2 separate regions of the Mus musculus genome follow, and region 1 is linked to region 2. Evidence: chromatin contacts called from public HiChIP or PLAC-seq data. All regions are on one chromosome and are shown on one strand. Each heading gives the region's core, a stretch centred on a gene start, on an enhancer-like site or on the middle of the called end of the contact. The rest is flanking DNA. Distances are from core to core; before and after follow the strand shown.

The links. HiChIP or PLAC-seq counts read pairs in DNA pulled down with a chosen protein or histone mark.
Region 1: an H3K27ac HiChIP or PLAC-seq map of oligodendrocyte precursor cells shows a contact between it and region 2, with 4 times the contacts expected there. The contact joins two enhancer-like sites. A contact is called at or near these places in 2 of 39 promoter capture datasets (the C10 cell line and liver), 2 of 484 Hi-C or Micro-C datasets (the G1E-ER4 cell line and Sertoli cells), 1 of 115 datasets of contacts at active chromatin or transcription factors (oligodendrocyte precursor cells) and 2 of 9 other capture datasets (adipose tissue and embryonic tail).

The regions. Positions count from the first base shown.
Region 1 is chr7:115,746,369-115,753,018 of GRCm38.p6, reverse strand. All of the region lies in intron 4 of Sox6 (SRY (sex determining region Y)-box 6), which reads left to right. Among named protein-coding and RNA genes, the nearest start is that of Gm51455, 250 kb to the right of the region's middle. Within about 2 kb of position 1,713, at least 43 of the 459 cell types and tissues checked have an H3K27ac peak or open chromatin away from gene starts, as enhancers often do. A contact at or near this core is called in adipose tissue and oligodendrocyte precursor cells, where this site is marked.
Region 2 is chr7:115,663,693-115,670,328 of GRCm38.p6, reverse strand. All of the region lies in intron 5 of Sox6 (SRY (sex determining region Y)-box 6), which reads left to right. Among named protein-coding and RNA genes, the nearest start is that of Gm51455, 170 kb to the right of the region's middle. Within about 2 kb of position 3,413, at least 55 of the 459 cell types and tissues checked have an H3K27ac peak or open chromatin away from gene starts, as enhancers often do. A contact at or near this core is called in adipose tissue and oligodendrocyte precursor cells, where this site is marked.

The DNA.
Region 1 (6,650 bases), core at 464-2,963, 84 kb before region 2:
TTCTAATATTCCTAGACTTAAAAGTTATACTATAATTCCAAGTGAATAAATGCAATAAAATCTAAAAATAAGGATCCTCGTTAGAAGAACCTGTATTAGTGTATTTTTAAATGAGATGCAAAAGCCTGCATCTGCCGTTTTATTCCTTGTAAGACAGTAATTGACAAACTGCAGTCAGCACGCTTTCATGTGTTTTTCTTCCTTTGCTGAATTCATTTTTTTTTAAAAATGAAAGTTAAAAAGGGAAAAGGGGACTCCAGGATTTTGAAACTCACTGGTCCTGAAGTGATGGGAAAATAGGCGAGGTGTCACAGCTAATTTCTGGCCCTGTTTTATGAGTTCTGCTCTTCCTTATTCTCCCTGTCAGCTCAGGAATCCCCGAGGCTGTGCAAACTGGCTGAACATCACTCAATCCGAGTTTTATATCCCCTTTTAATAATGTTGAGTCTATTCTGTCCAACTTTGATTCAGACAACCTGCTTGTCTTGAAAAAGTGATATATTTAATCAGTGGCGCTGTCCCCAGCCTAGCTCCCACTGCGTGTGACTGCAGCCGGGGAGTGGTGCAGTGCTCTGTCACTGCTGTTTGAATGGGTAATGTGGAGCCCATCAGCTGAGAAGACAGGAGCTGGAACTGCATGTTAGGACACACGATCAAAAGCCACTCTCCACTTTCTGCCAATCAAACCTCATGTTGCCTTGTGGGGCAGACATTAAATAGATTTTTTTTTCCAGCCTTATACTGTGGGCACTTTGCCAGTTTGACATGTGAACTGTTACAAAAAGATAGCAGAGTTTTGACTGCTTGCTGACTGCCTAAAAATATTACTGAACACTTGTCAGAAAGAAATGTTCATAATGCTATATTATAGAAAGCCAGTGAAATGTTTGTTACTCTTATGGTATACTATGGGTTTTTGTTGTTGTTCCAGAAGTGATTGGGGCAGAACAAGGCCAGACAGTTGCTTCTCGGGAGAAAGTAAAAGGACAAGCTGAATGAGCTGGGCATAAAGCTAACACTCAGTATGACCAACAGTTCAGCTGGGGTGATAGTCACTGTGTGGAAATAATATCAGTAAATGAAATATTGTTTTACATTCTTCCCTGGTGTTTTAAAAATTATTTACTCTTCTGAAATCAAAATAGGAGAGGCTGTTAGTAGTTATATTTTGAGCAAAACCAGCATTTGAAACTTGAAATTGTGACTGACATGGGCATCTCCACCTTTCTGTTTATTGAGGCAATAAGCCCATTTCTGAATTCCAAGTCAGTCTCTGGTTTGTGTTTGTCCCGTGGCTGTTTTCAGGGGCCTCTTTCTTTTTGTTCTGCCCTGAGGATTTCCCCATTATATTCCTGCCTCACCCTGTGCCTGTATCAGTCTAGTAACGATGATGGCCTAACTACTAAGCTTTTATAAACAACAACGAATAGAAAGTACTTTTAATTTTAAAAGCGCCTTGGGACTGGCATTTCTGACCATTTCCAAGCTCCCAGATAACCGTCCCAAAGCTGTTAAATCTCGGTGTTTTGATTCTTCCAAACTTGCCTCTTGGTACTTGCTGTCGTCTCTTCTCTAATGATCATTTTAAAAGGAGTTAAACATTTTCACCAAAACATACCATGGCAGTCTAGTGAGCTGCACATAAACAGCTGCTCCTTCAATAAGCCATTCTTTATAATACCCTTATTACCTTCCAGTGTCTCAAATTCTGATTAGTCAACAGAGCTGATTGCTGCACACATTCCATTGCCCGTCTTCTCTGCTCAGCTGCTCATGTCTGAGTAATCACAACACAACTTGGGCATTGTTTCTCTCAAGTTGCTGTTCATATTGTGCCTTGAAAATCTCTGGATTATCCAGGAAAACTGCCGTGGTGTGGCTGTGAGTGACTTTCCTAACTTGCATTTAAATTGTTTGCAAAAAGCACTCCATAAAAAAAAATCATGTAACTGTGCAACTCTTAGGTTAGAGAGAATATCTGTAACTTAAAACTGTTCCTGCGATCCGATTATGAAACAGGCAGGGCATGTGGCTGTGTTTTAAAAATGAGTCCTTTATAAATGTGTAGTTATAAAATTGTTATGCGACAGCTATTACATTTCAGTCAGCTCTGGACGAGATAATTGTGTGGAGAACCTCACAGGAAGGGTCCAAAGGACCTCCACGTTTGCTTAAGATGAGATAACTTTAGTCCAGTTACTGCAGGCCACCACTGGTGCCCACCAGATAGGGCAGCGCAGTGGCGGCTCCAGTTAGGACAAAATAAGTAGGGTGGGAAAAGTGTCTTCTCTGAAGCTAGAATTTCAGCGATTCCTCTGTTGTGACCCCCTGGAATTTACTCTCTGTGAGGAGGAAATGCTGACACACTGGAAATGCAACCTCAGCCAAGGCCCTAAATCTGTCATTGTGCTCTGGAGTCTGCTCTGAAAATAGCGGAGCTCTTTTGGTAAATTAAAATCGGTGTGAATGGGAACAGATGTCGCCATGCTTCCCCTATCTTCAGGGATGCCCAGTAGAAAGGGGAGGGTCAGCGGGGTTACAGGGTGGAGCACTCAGGAGTATGCAAACAGGGTCCACACAGGGAGTACTACTGACATGTTCTGGAATAGATTTGGACTGAGTGTGAACTTACCTACATTGCTACACCTAGAGGAAAAGGAAGGGGCAGTGTTTATTTCTGGGAGACTCTTGGATAGTCCCTGTGCTTGTATCTTTTCTTCAGCAAGCTACACGGTCCCTGGATACCATTAGCTTCTTACTTTCTGGAATTCTCTTGCCATATGCTCCTAAAGTATTTGTTACACTCTAAGGCTATAGTAGAGTCTTTGTACTGATATTTGTCAAAAATAATGAAAACGGTTTGTGCTCTAAAACTGTACAATTTATCAAATAGCATATGTAGCCAATTTAAATAAGTCTCATCGAAGTTTCAGTCTTGATTTGAAAAAATAGCATAGGATGAATTTATTTATAAGAACCTTAATAGTTTCTCTCAATTCCTTTTACATTTTAGATTACCTTATAATTTTCTAAATCTACATGAACAATAATGATCAATTTTGTCAGCATTATTCACACCTTTTATTAATTTAACATAGATGAATAAATGTGAGTGTTGTGAAGAGTTGATTGGGAATAGATTTTAAATCTGACAGTTAGATTACAGGGTACCTAAGAAAAAATGGCTCTTTCACTAGGTACCTAGTAATTTAATTCTTGTTTGAAATTATTATAATTTATTACAGTGTGTGGGTCCTAATGAATGTCTACTATTAAATGAAAAGGAGAAATTGAAATTAAGATTATGAAATTCTTTTAACTCATATCTTTAAATCCTCTTAAACAATTCCAAAGACATTAATAAGCTATGTAGGTTTCTTTCCATATGCTACAATGACAGATAGAAACATTTTTTCAACATTTAAATATTCTAGGAAATGTTGAGTGCCCTACAACTCTACGCTTGCAATCTTGGGATTTTAGAAAATGGGAAAAGCCATTACAAGAACATTGAACTTGGCAACTCTATTTAGATCTTTATTCGGACTTGACTGAGACTTTTCTAGCATTTGTGTTTTGCAGAAATGACTATTTCCTACTTTTAAACCTTTAATGTAAGGCAATTTGAGCTTTCATGGAGTTATAGACAGCACCACATTAATGTTTAAAAAATACCAAGTACTAAGGAGGCTCCTAAAACTGTGAATTAGTAAAATCCACACACACAGTGAGGATGAGTGAACGCTGGCGGACAGTGAAGGCTGCTGTACCCCGATATTGGCAGAGCCAAACTGGTCCCAAAAATGATCAGATATTTATAAATAATAATTTCTGAGAAAAACTAGCACTATCATAGGCCATTGTTATATCCTGACATACTGCCAAATGACTGCTTGAAAAGCCCACTGGGTATTTTTCCATCTGGGATTCAGCCTCAGTTTACAAACATGGCCTTTCTTGTTTGAAATTCTTTTAAGAATTAGAAACTGGCTCTTTGAAGTTTAAGCTAAGGCTTTAAAACTCCCGAGGCAGTGTTTGCTAATTTCTAGACCTTCCCTTTTCTTTCTACCTTTCTTTTTTAATTTGGAGCTGCTGTGACTAGTTTGGGTGTAAAGAGGGAAAAATCAGAGCAAGCGTGCTGGGCATGGCTTAGCTCACCTTTGAGTGCAGAGAGTAGGCCTGTTCAGGCTTCCTCAGCTTCAGAGCAGTGCTGAACTGAAGGCCTGGCTGTTTCTCATCTTGGCAAACTCCTGTGACCAACCCTGAAGTAAAGTGACTCAGGAGTGCGACTGCTTGGTTAGGTTTCTGATTGTTGGGTGGTTTCTGCATGGGTTTCTTTTAAGGTCTGGGAACATACCTTTGGGCTCCCAAGAACTGCATTTCCCATCTTCATCAAGCACAATTTGCTGTGGACCACAATACTGCCCCCCATTAGGTAAAGAAGACAGTGGGCATAGCTAGCTGCTTTTACACGAGAAAGTGATCTGTGGCCTCTACTGTTGTGCTTGTTGAGCTCCAGTTAGCTGAGTTCCTGGTAGAAACAGTTATTATCCGGACAAGACACAGGACCCACAGCAGTGCTTAACTGCTCTTTTAAGAGGAGAGGGATAATTAGGTGCTCCATGTTCTAAGTTTCCATAAATAATAAAGCCCTTTCTCATCCATCAGTCATATCCATGTGGTTGCTGTTTTGTATTGCAGCTTGTCCACTTATGTTCAATGTCATCTTTCATATACTATTACAGAAGGTTGAAATCCACTCTGGCCCAGAGGTGGCACAGAACTTGTTGGTGTGAGTTACATGGTGTGAGAACACGAGGATCCTGCAATGAAAACAGCCTCTTCACATTATTCTTTTGCCAATTGTGATGCCATAACTGTAAAAAAACGTTCATTTTGAAAGCATCGACAATTTACAAACCCCTACCTACTGTCATCTGTTTAATTAGATTTCCCCCCTTGGTACCTATTTAAACTCTAAATGAAAGATGGAAATATGTTTGCTCTAAATATTTGATATGATTGAGATGAGATTAAGGGGTTTAAATGATTTAAAAATTATATTTACTTTAGTGCAATCTGTTAGATTCAGTGTTAATCTGCCATTTGGTTTGCTTTACAGCAAAGCAAGCTCCAAGGGTTAAAGTGCCCAGCTCACTGGTACAGTTAAAACCGCTTCCCAGGCACAGAGTTCTTCAGGCGCAGTTGAGTTTCGCTCAGACCTTCAGTGTGCTGCTCAGCAATGACCTTGCGGGATGGAGAAGCATGGCACAGTGGCTCTTTCCAGCTGTACGCAGCCTATCCGTTGGGGTATAATCATGCTTGGTCCCAGCACCGCAGGCTTGGACATATGTTGAGGTTTATTTCTTTCTTCTGACTTTAATCCTATTCACCAGCTGTTCTGCCAGCTGCCATTCTTCAGTTTGGAGATTACATTTTGGGGGATACCAACAAAGGTCTGATTGACCACTGCTTTCTCTTTCCTTTTTTCTCCTGTATTCCTTAGAAATGACTGGACCTGGGGAAAGGAGGATTCAATATTTTTCCACTATGACCTCACTTTTTATATATTTTTTTGCTTCTAGACATTAACATGATTTATGATCACTCAGCATGCTGTAGATAAGCTTCCTCAGTGCAGGTTACCACCTTATTTATAAATCCCTTTCCATAAAAAGGTTTTAAGTTTACATTGAAGGATATAATTAATGTTTCTTATGCTACTATATAAACAACATTAATTAGGGACAATTTCTTTGATGTTCTAAAACATATTCCAGATGAAGATATGTTTTTCATTATTTCTTTGTCTCCCCATCTCAGGTTTGAGAGTTTATCTCAGTTGAGATGCCCTCCCCCTTTTCCCCCTGAGCTATGGTCCCACTAATCTTATTTGAATGGGCTATTAAATCTCTGTTACACTTATAATATATACTAATAAGTAGTATAGATTTCTCACTTTGTATTCCAGATGATCTGTCTATAAGCAGGATGTTAAACATCTGTAGTTTAAGCCTCTGGGACTAACAGATGCATTAATGCCAGAAAGAAAAGTAGCCTGGACAATAAGGTCACAGACCATGTGGTGAAGCTGCATCCCCAATATTATTAAGTCCACACATTCTTTTCAACACTAATCCTTCCATTTTCATAAAGGCAAGAAGATTAATAGACTTAAGTTGTAATCATTTACAGTACATGTTTATTACATTAATACCAACAAATACACAAAATCCCATATGTGTTATAATTCTCTGAGCTGATATTTGGAAGTTGTTTAAATACTCTACATGCCTCACAGTAGCACCCTCTTACCCAGGAATGTATTTCAAAAGATCTACCAAAAATTGGATGTTTATCTACATGATTCTACCTTTGTCTTCTAACTTTGTGATATGTTAAAACTGTATCTTATGGTAAATAACTCAATCTGAAGAGCACCTTAAACCAAGGTCATTAAAATTAAAAATTAACTCTAGATTAAAACAAACTAAAGAGTAATATGCTTTGGAAGGTAGTTTTGTTTAGTCAGTCTTTCAATTGTCCATCCATCCATCCATCCATCCATCCATCCCCACTTTCATCCAGCCATTCATTCCATGGAGATAGATGCTACTTATTGAACCATGTAATAGAAAACACAACATCTT
Region 2 (6,636 bases), core at 2,164-4,663:
CTGGACATGTGTGGATTAGAAATGAAAAGACTAGGATTCAAATGCAGTCAACTGCTTCGTGGGTTGGCCAAGTTATTTATGTTCTCATTGATCTAGCTGTTCATCTGTGACATAAAGATAACAACGCTCTGTTTAGGGTAAGGACACAAGTGATGCTTAGGCAATGCTGCTTTAATAGGGCTGTCTGTCTTTCTCCTCCATTTCTAGCCGTAGATATGATAGACTGTCCAAAGAAGGCAAGTCTGCAAACCTCGGTGATTGAAACAAAATGATTCATTGTTCTCCACACAGGAGCAGAGACTCCCATGTTTCTGAAAGGCAGAGTTATTATTTTTAATGTGTAGGTTATGGAGAGATAGCCCTTACTGCCCATCACACACACCTAGCAGTACTGCTATGGCAGCTTGTCTCCTACTGAAAAAGAGATGTGTCAGGATGTCTTCACTTCCGGACCCAAAAATGATTGGCTAATAAAGCACAATGGGCTGGTGCCCAGCTGTGAGGTTGGGAGCCCAGATGGCAGAGTTCCATGGATTGTTCTTGCTCTGTTAGGATCTGCAACATGAATAGACCTCAGTTGATCCAGGAAACACACTTCCTTTTACAGCCAGGAAGAAGGGAAGCTAAGGAGAGGTGAGTGTGCCTGGCATAGACAGGAGACTGGTCTTCATTTAGGAAGGACCGGGGTCTTCTTGTCTCTCGTTTAGTAGATTTGAAAGACATTTCAATTAGATTTCTTTACATTTTGAAAAGGAAACTCTCATATATTTAGTGGGGGAAAAAGCCTCTGTCTCAATCCATGAGACGGGTTTCCTGTGTGTTGCGCCTGAGGTCATTCCTAAGAGCACAATTGCTGCATTTATTAAACTTTTTATTTACTGAGGAGTGGATGGGAACATATGGGAGCCATGACAATAGCCGACTGAGGAGAAAACAAAGCAATTCCAGTGTTCTGCTGTTTTGAAAAAAGTCATTCAGGATTTGCTCCTATTGGTTCAGCTGTTGTAACCAAAGCCTGATAAGATAATAGAGGGCTTTGTGTTGTTGGATTTTTTTCTGAAATCCTTTATCTTTATGATGTACTGGGGCCCTTAGAGTAGAAAGCTTTTTACATTGCTGTTGGATTCAGGGCTCAATTATCTGCTGGTACCTTGGGACAGGGGTCCTTTCTCAGGCAGTCATCACAAAGTAACTTTTATCAAGGAATCTTCTGGTGTGTTGTGGGTCTCCTTAGCTCACCCGGTTTATTTTTTGTTGACTTTTTGATGCCCTATTTTGTGACATTTAAAAGAAGATTCCATCAAAAAAGGCCAGGGCTAAATGATGTACTGGGCTTGTGAAGTAGCAACATCACAGCCCATCTGATGTGTGCAGGGCTGAAGCGGGAGAGGCAGCAGCTTGACCAGGTTACCCCAGGGCAGGAGGGATCAAATGAGGCTTTCTTTTATGATTGGCATTGTATTTTTAGCTTTCTTCTCAAACAGTGTCCATTTTAAAACAATTAGACCTGACCTGAAAATTGACTCGTAAAAGCTTTTCTTTTCAACTGAATTTAAAATCTTTCTGGATTGTTGGCTGAGGTCCTGGATTGGTGTCACTTTGAAATGACTGTTAAGTGTTTTAATCCTTCTAGGACTGATGTGGAAAAGTCTGTCCTCATTGGAACTCCACTCCAGCGGCTCTGCCTGCTCTCTCTCCATCACACCAGGAGCAGGCATTTGTAGCTGCAGAGTCTTGTAGTTTCACTGTGACCTTCTATCAAGTCTGTTAAAGTAACTGGCACAGGATCTAATGAAAAAGGCTGGTTAGCTGTTGTTTCATGTTGTAGCCCCTCAGACTTGCGTTAGATGCGGCCGCTTGCCCTTGGCTTTATTTGACTTGGTAAATATTACTTTAACAACATAATCCCTCATTTCATTAGAAAGGAAAAACATACAGGGAAATGCACAGAATTTAATTTAGTGCTCGCTCTCTCTCTCCTCTCCCCCTCTCTTCTTTCTCTCTCCTGTGTCTGTCTTTTTCTATCACCCACCCCCTTGGCCTTTCAGCTACCTTTTCTCTCTCCTTCCCTCTGACCTCCCTCCCTGTTCTCTTTAAGTGTCTCCTTCTGTCTCCCACTTGACTGCTGTGCACATTTCTTATTTTCTTCTAAAAATGTAGCCCTCAGGAGAGTAGTGTTCAACTTTGCAACTAAGTGCTGAGGGGGTTATCTACAAAGATTCCTGTGCTCTACAAGTCATGGGTGTGGAGCTATTTGAAAAGAACTGAGGCCAGTCCACACGCAAAGTGCCCAACCCTGCTGTGCATGGCTCTGCCCCGGAGCCTGCCTTTGCCTCCTAGTGCCCAGCTCTCTTTCTAGTGCCACCAATTGTAATCATATGGATTTGTAGGGGCAAAATTAGCTGGCAGATTATGGTGCTAACTTTTATGAACTGATGTGGGGGAAAGAACTTTAAATTAACCTTAAATATGACTTTTGATTTCTATTTTAAGCCAAAAAAATAAATTAACTGTTCCACATAGATTCTTATATATTTTGTATTTTTCCCTTTGGTGTTGAGTCTGAAGAGAGGTTTGTAAAAGTTAAAAAAGAAATTATCAATAGGTTAGAGGGGTGATTCTGAACTGTTATAATAAAAGATGGTATTTGAAAACTTTTGATGAGGGAAATTGCCACCATATTTACATTTAAAAAAGTGTTTCCTTATTTACACACTATTGACTTCCTATTGAGGCTCAAAATTTTAACTACAACTGGTAAAGAATTCAGTGGATCAAATTCAGTAAATCTGAAGTCACTGGAATAAAGGCCCCTCAGGGGGGGAAAAAAAACGTGTCAATTTTAAAGGTCTTTCCTAACTGAAGACCATTTTGTGATAGAGCCAAAGGTTAATAAAATCAGTAGTGAATGTAGCAATTTTACAGATAAGCTATTCACAACAAGTGTAGTTACTTGAATAAAAAGCTAATTCAGTTCTAAAATGCCACATGCAGTAGCAGTGAATAGCTGCTTTTAGGTGCTTTCCAGAGGAGGGTAAAGTACAGAATCGCAGCACTCTTCTCTCGCCGCGTCCCCGGCCGCCTGTAAATCGCTGTGAATGGGGCTGTGGGCTGACAGGCTCTATTAAGACAAACTGCCTTTCTCATCGGAGAGATAAAATAAATCAGGTGTTTAGTCAAATTAAAATACTTCAGCTGGAGCAGGCCCCGGGGAGCACTGATCCACCTTACTAATCCGAGAGAAACTCAAGACAGATGTGGTTTGGGGATAAAGATGACCCCATGGAAGAAAAAAGGAAAGAAAGAAAAAAGAAAGGAAAAGCCGAGCTGCAGCTGGCAGCTCGGTCTCTGCAGTTGGAGGATAGATACAGTGTTGCAGTTGGAGGATAGATACAGCTTACCGTGGAGGAGCAAGCGTCAGGCACACACACCCTGTGTGTGCCACACAGGAAAGGCAGGCGCACTGACTTGGAGAAAAGCTGTGTACTGAAGCTTTTTACTGGCTCCCTTTCTGTGGTTTATGAAGCTACCTCTGGCTTTCAGTGGAAGGCAGAAGAGGCTATTTTCTGGCAGTGCGTCTGAGAGAGTCATTTTAAGATAGTCTAAAGATGTCAAACAGATGACGCTAGGCAACCGATGACCTCTGCTGGCCCGCTGAGATGGGGCTTATCCCAGGTTCCTATCTTATTTATTTACTTATTTATTTACTCTAAGTTGATTTGGTCAAATCTCAAAACATGACTTAGGGTAAGATTTCCCCCACATATTCTTAAGTTAGTTGAAGAAGCATCTTATAACCCCCTGCTTCTCTAACACTCCCTGGTTGTACTTAGGAGTCCTGTATGCCCCTTTGGCTGCCTCTTCTTTCAGCCATCTTGAGCATTCTAGTTTCTCCGTAATAGTGGAATCTCGCGGTTCAACGAAACATGTCTGAGAATGAAGTAATCTGGGTTCTCAGGTTGTTTGGATCACTGACTCACACTTGATACTATTTTTATTACAGCAGGGTAGATAAATACTTCATCAATTTAAACAGAAAAATCTATTAGTATATGTTCAAATATTGATATTTAAATTCATTGTGCCAAATGTATACAATGGGTATGGAACAGAAAAGTCACCTCCCCAACCTATGCATTTAGAGAACATACATGATTGTATTGTTTGAATGTACTACTCACTGATCTGAACCCAAGAGATGGCTACACATAGGATTTCTCATTCTAAAGGAATTTTACATGTCACCCAGCGCCACTTATTGTGACTCATAGCTGTACAAACTGTTAATTATCTATGTCATCCAGCTATCACGTACTGCCCATCATTTAGATCTATTTAACTATCATTTATCATCTAGCTACCTATCACCTACAATCTATATCTGACTAGCTATGTATCATTTATTATGTACCATCTGTCTACATATATGCCTATCAATCACCTATCAATTATCTATCATCCATCTATCTATATTATACCTTTTCTATTACATCAATCGACTATAAATTATCTATCACCTATCATTGGATCAATTGATATATGGATAAACTTTACTTAAGTTTAAGGGAAAAAAATTGACTTTTTTTAGTGACAATGTTATATGAGTACCTAAAACCTTAACTTACAAATACTACTGTTACCTTGTTTTATTTTCCTTAAAAACATGGCTAAGTCCAATGGAAGAGTTTTAAAATCACTTTTACTGTTTACAATCCAACAGTTTCACTGTCTTTATACTCTGTAAAATGATTCATCTAACTGGTGTTTTTTGGTAAACTTAGGTCACATAATGGAGTCACCCAAGCTTTTATAGATAGCACTGTTGGCTCTTCCTTGAACAAGAAGCTGCTATTTACATACCACCTCAGCTTCTCTGTTTACTAAGCAGAAGAGGAAGAAAAATAAATGAAAGGTTGTTGAAAAGGCTTTAAAACTGGAGAAGGGAAAATTTCATCTTCACTGAAAAATATAAACATAAATTCAACCTGTGTGTCTTTGGTCCTTACCCAAAACACTCTGAGGGATACTTTATTATCCAAGAACAATGGTAAGGCAGCCGATGCAGTTTTCAGCAAGCTTCCTAACTCACCTCATATAATCAAGTGTAAGAAGAAAATTACAATGGGTTAAAGATAGGACACAAAACATAGGCAATAAAAAGCGCACATTTATTTTATGATTTCAGAACTTTCCAACCTGTTCCCCACAACACCGCCAGAGCGCAGCCCTAGCTTAAACTGTTAGTGATGGTGCGTTATTCTCAGAATGGAGAGAAGGCTCATCAAACCTGCTCTATGTGGGATGACATTTTCCTGCCTCTTTAGCCTCTTTGCTTTATTTTTTATTCATATTTAATCACCTTTATTCAATCTCTGAAACACACCAAAGCCCATATACCCCCAGCGTACTCATGCAGAGCCTAAGTCTGTATTGTTTGTTTGTTTGTTTTTTCCTTCTGGAAAGCTCTTGATCATCCACTACTCACAACCCTTCCCTTATCTGTATTTCCCCTGCAGTGGTAATGTTTCATATTTTTCTGGTAGTTATCAGAAGTTATTTCCACTCTTTATCTTGTTAATGCATGTTCTTCTTGTTAAATTGTGACTTTTCTAGGTTTCCTTCCTTGAACTTGGATCCAGACTTGGGCCAACCTCCCTTAGCATACTTGCTTTGCTTGCAGTTTCTCAGTAGTGGTTTACAGTCATATAATGATTATTTGATATAGTGCCTGGCACATTGTTTTCATCAAAAGATATTTACTGAATTAAAAAGAATGAAGTCAGTAAATAAATAAGCTCCTTAGTTTTCCTGTAGCCACTCAGTCCTGTATATTGTAATGAAAGCATATTGTTTTTTGATCTCCTTTGGCAACATTTATATTTTTCTTATTTAATATTTCTGGGTTAATAACAACTTCTTCCTCTTACTCCTCCCCCTCTTCTTCTTCCTTCTCCTTCTCCCCCTTTTTCTCCTCTCCCTCTTTCTCTTCCTCTTCTTCCTCTTCCTCCTCCTCCTCCCTTTTCTCTTTCTCTTCTCTTCTTCCTCTTCCTCCTCTTCCTCCTCCTCCTCTTCTTCTAACCAAATCTAAAAGCCTACTGATGAAATAAAAACCCATTTTTCTTCTTTAATGATTTCCAAGAGCCATTCCTGGTTTGCTGTATGTTTCAATAATCAGTGTCTCCTTTCTTGTACCTCACTCTTACTCTTGTCTTTTAATTTTGATTATAGATATCCTTTCAGGTCAGTCAGGGAGGCTTTTTTTTTTTTTTTCCTGAGTTGGTTATTAAAATCCAAAAGTTTTCTACCTGGGTTGCTTTTCTGCCACCATCTGTCTTCCCTTTAAGTAATCCCATGCTAGCAAGGGCTAGCCAGCATACTCTGAAGACACTTTTTTTCCCCCTTGGGAGTCCTCTCAGATAATCGGACACAGAATTAAGATATGTTTAGCTCCTTGGGTCTGGGTGCTTTCCTAGCAGGCGTGAAGGGGAGGGCTTCCCAGGGCTGGAAGTCTTCCCTTCCACATTCACAAACATCGGCACTCTTCATCCCCTTTGACAGCTGCTGGCGTCTTCCTGAAAAGCTTTCAAAGCATAGGTCTCTTCTTTATAATGAAACCAGTGAGGCTCCAATACAGTG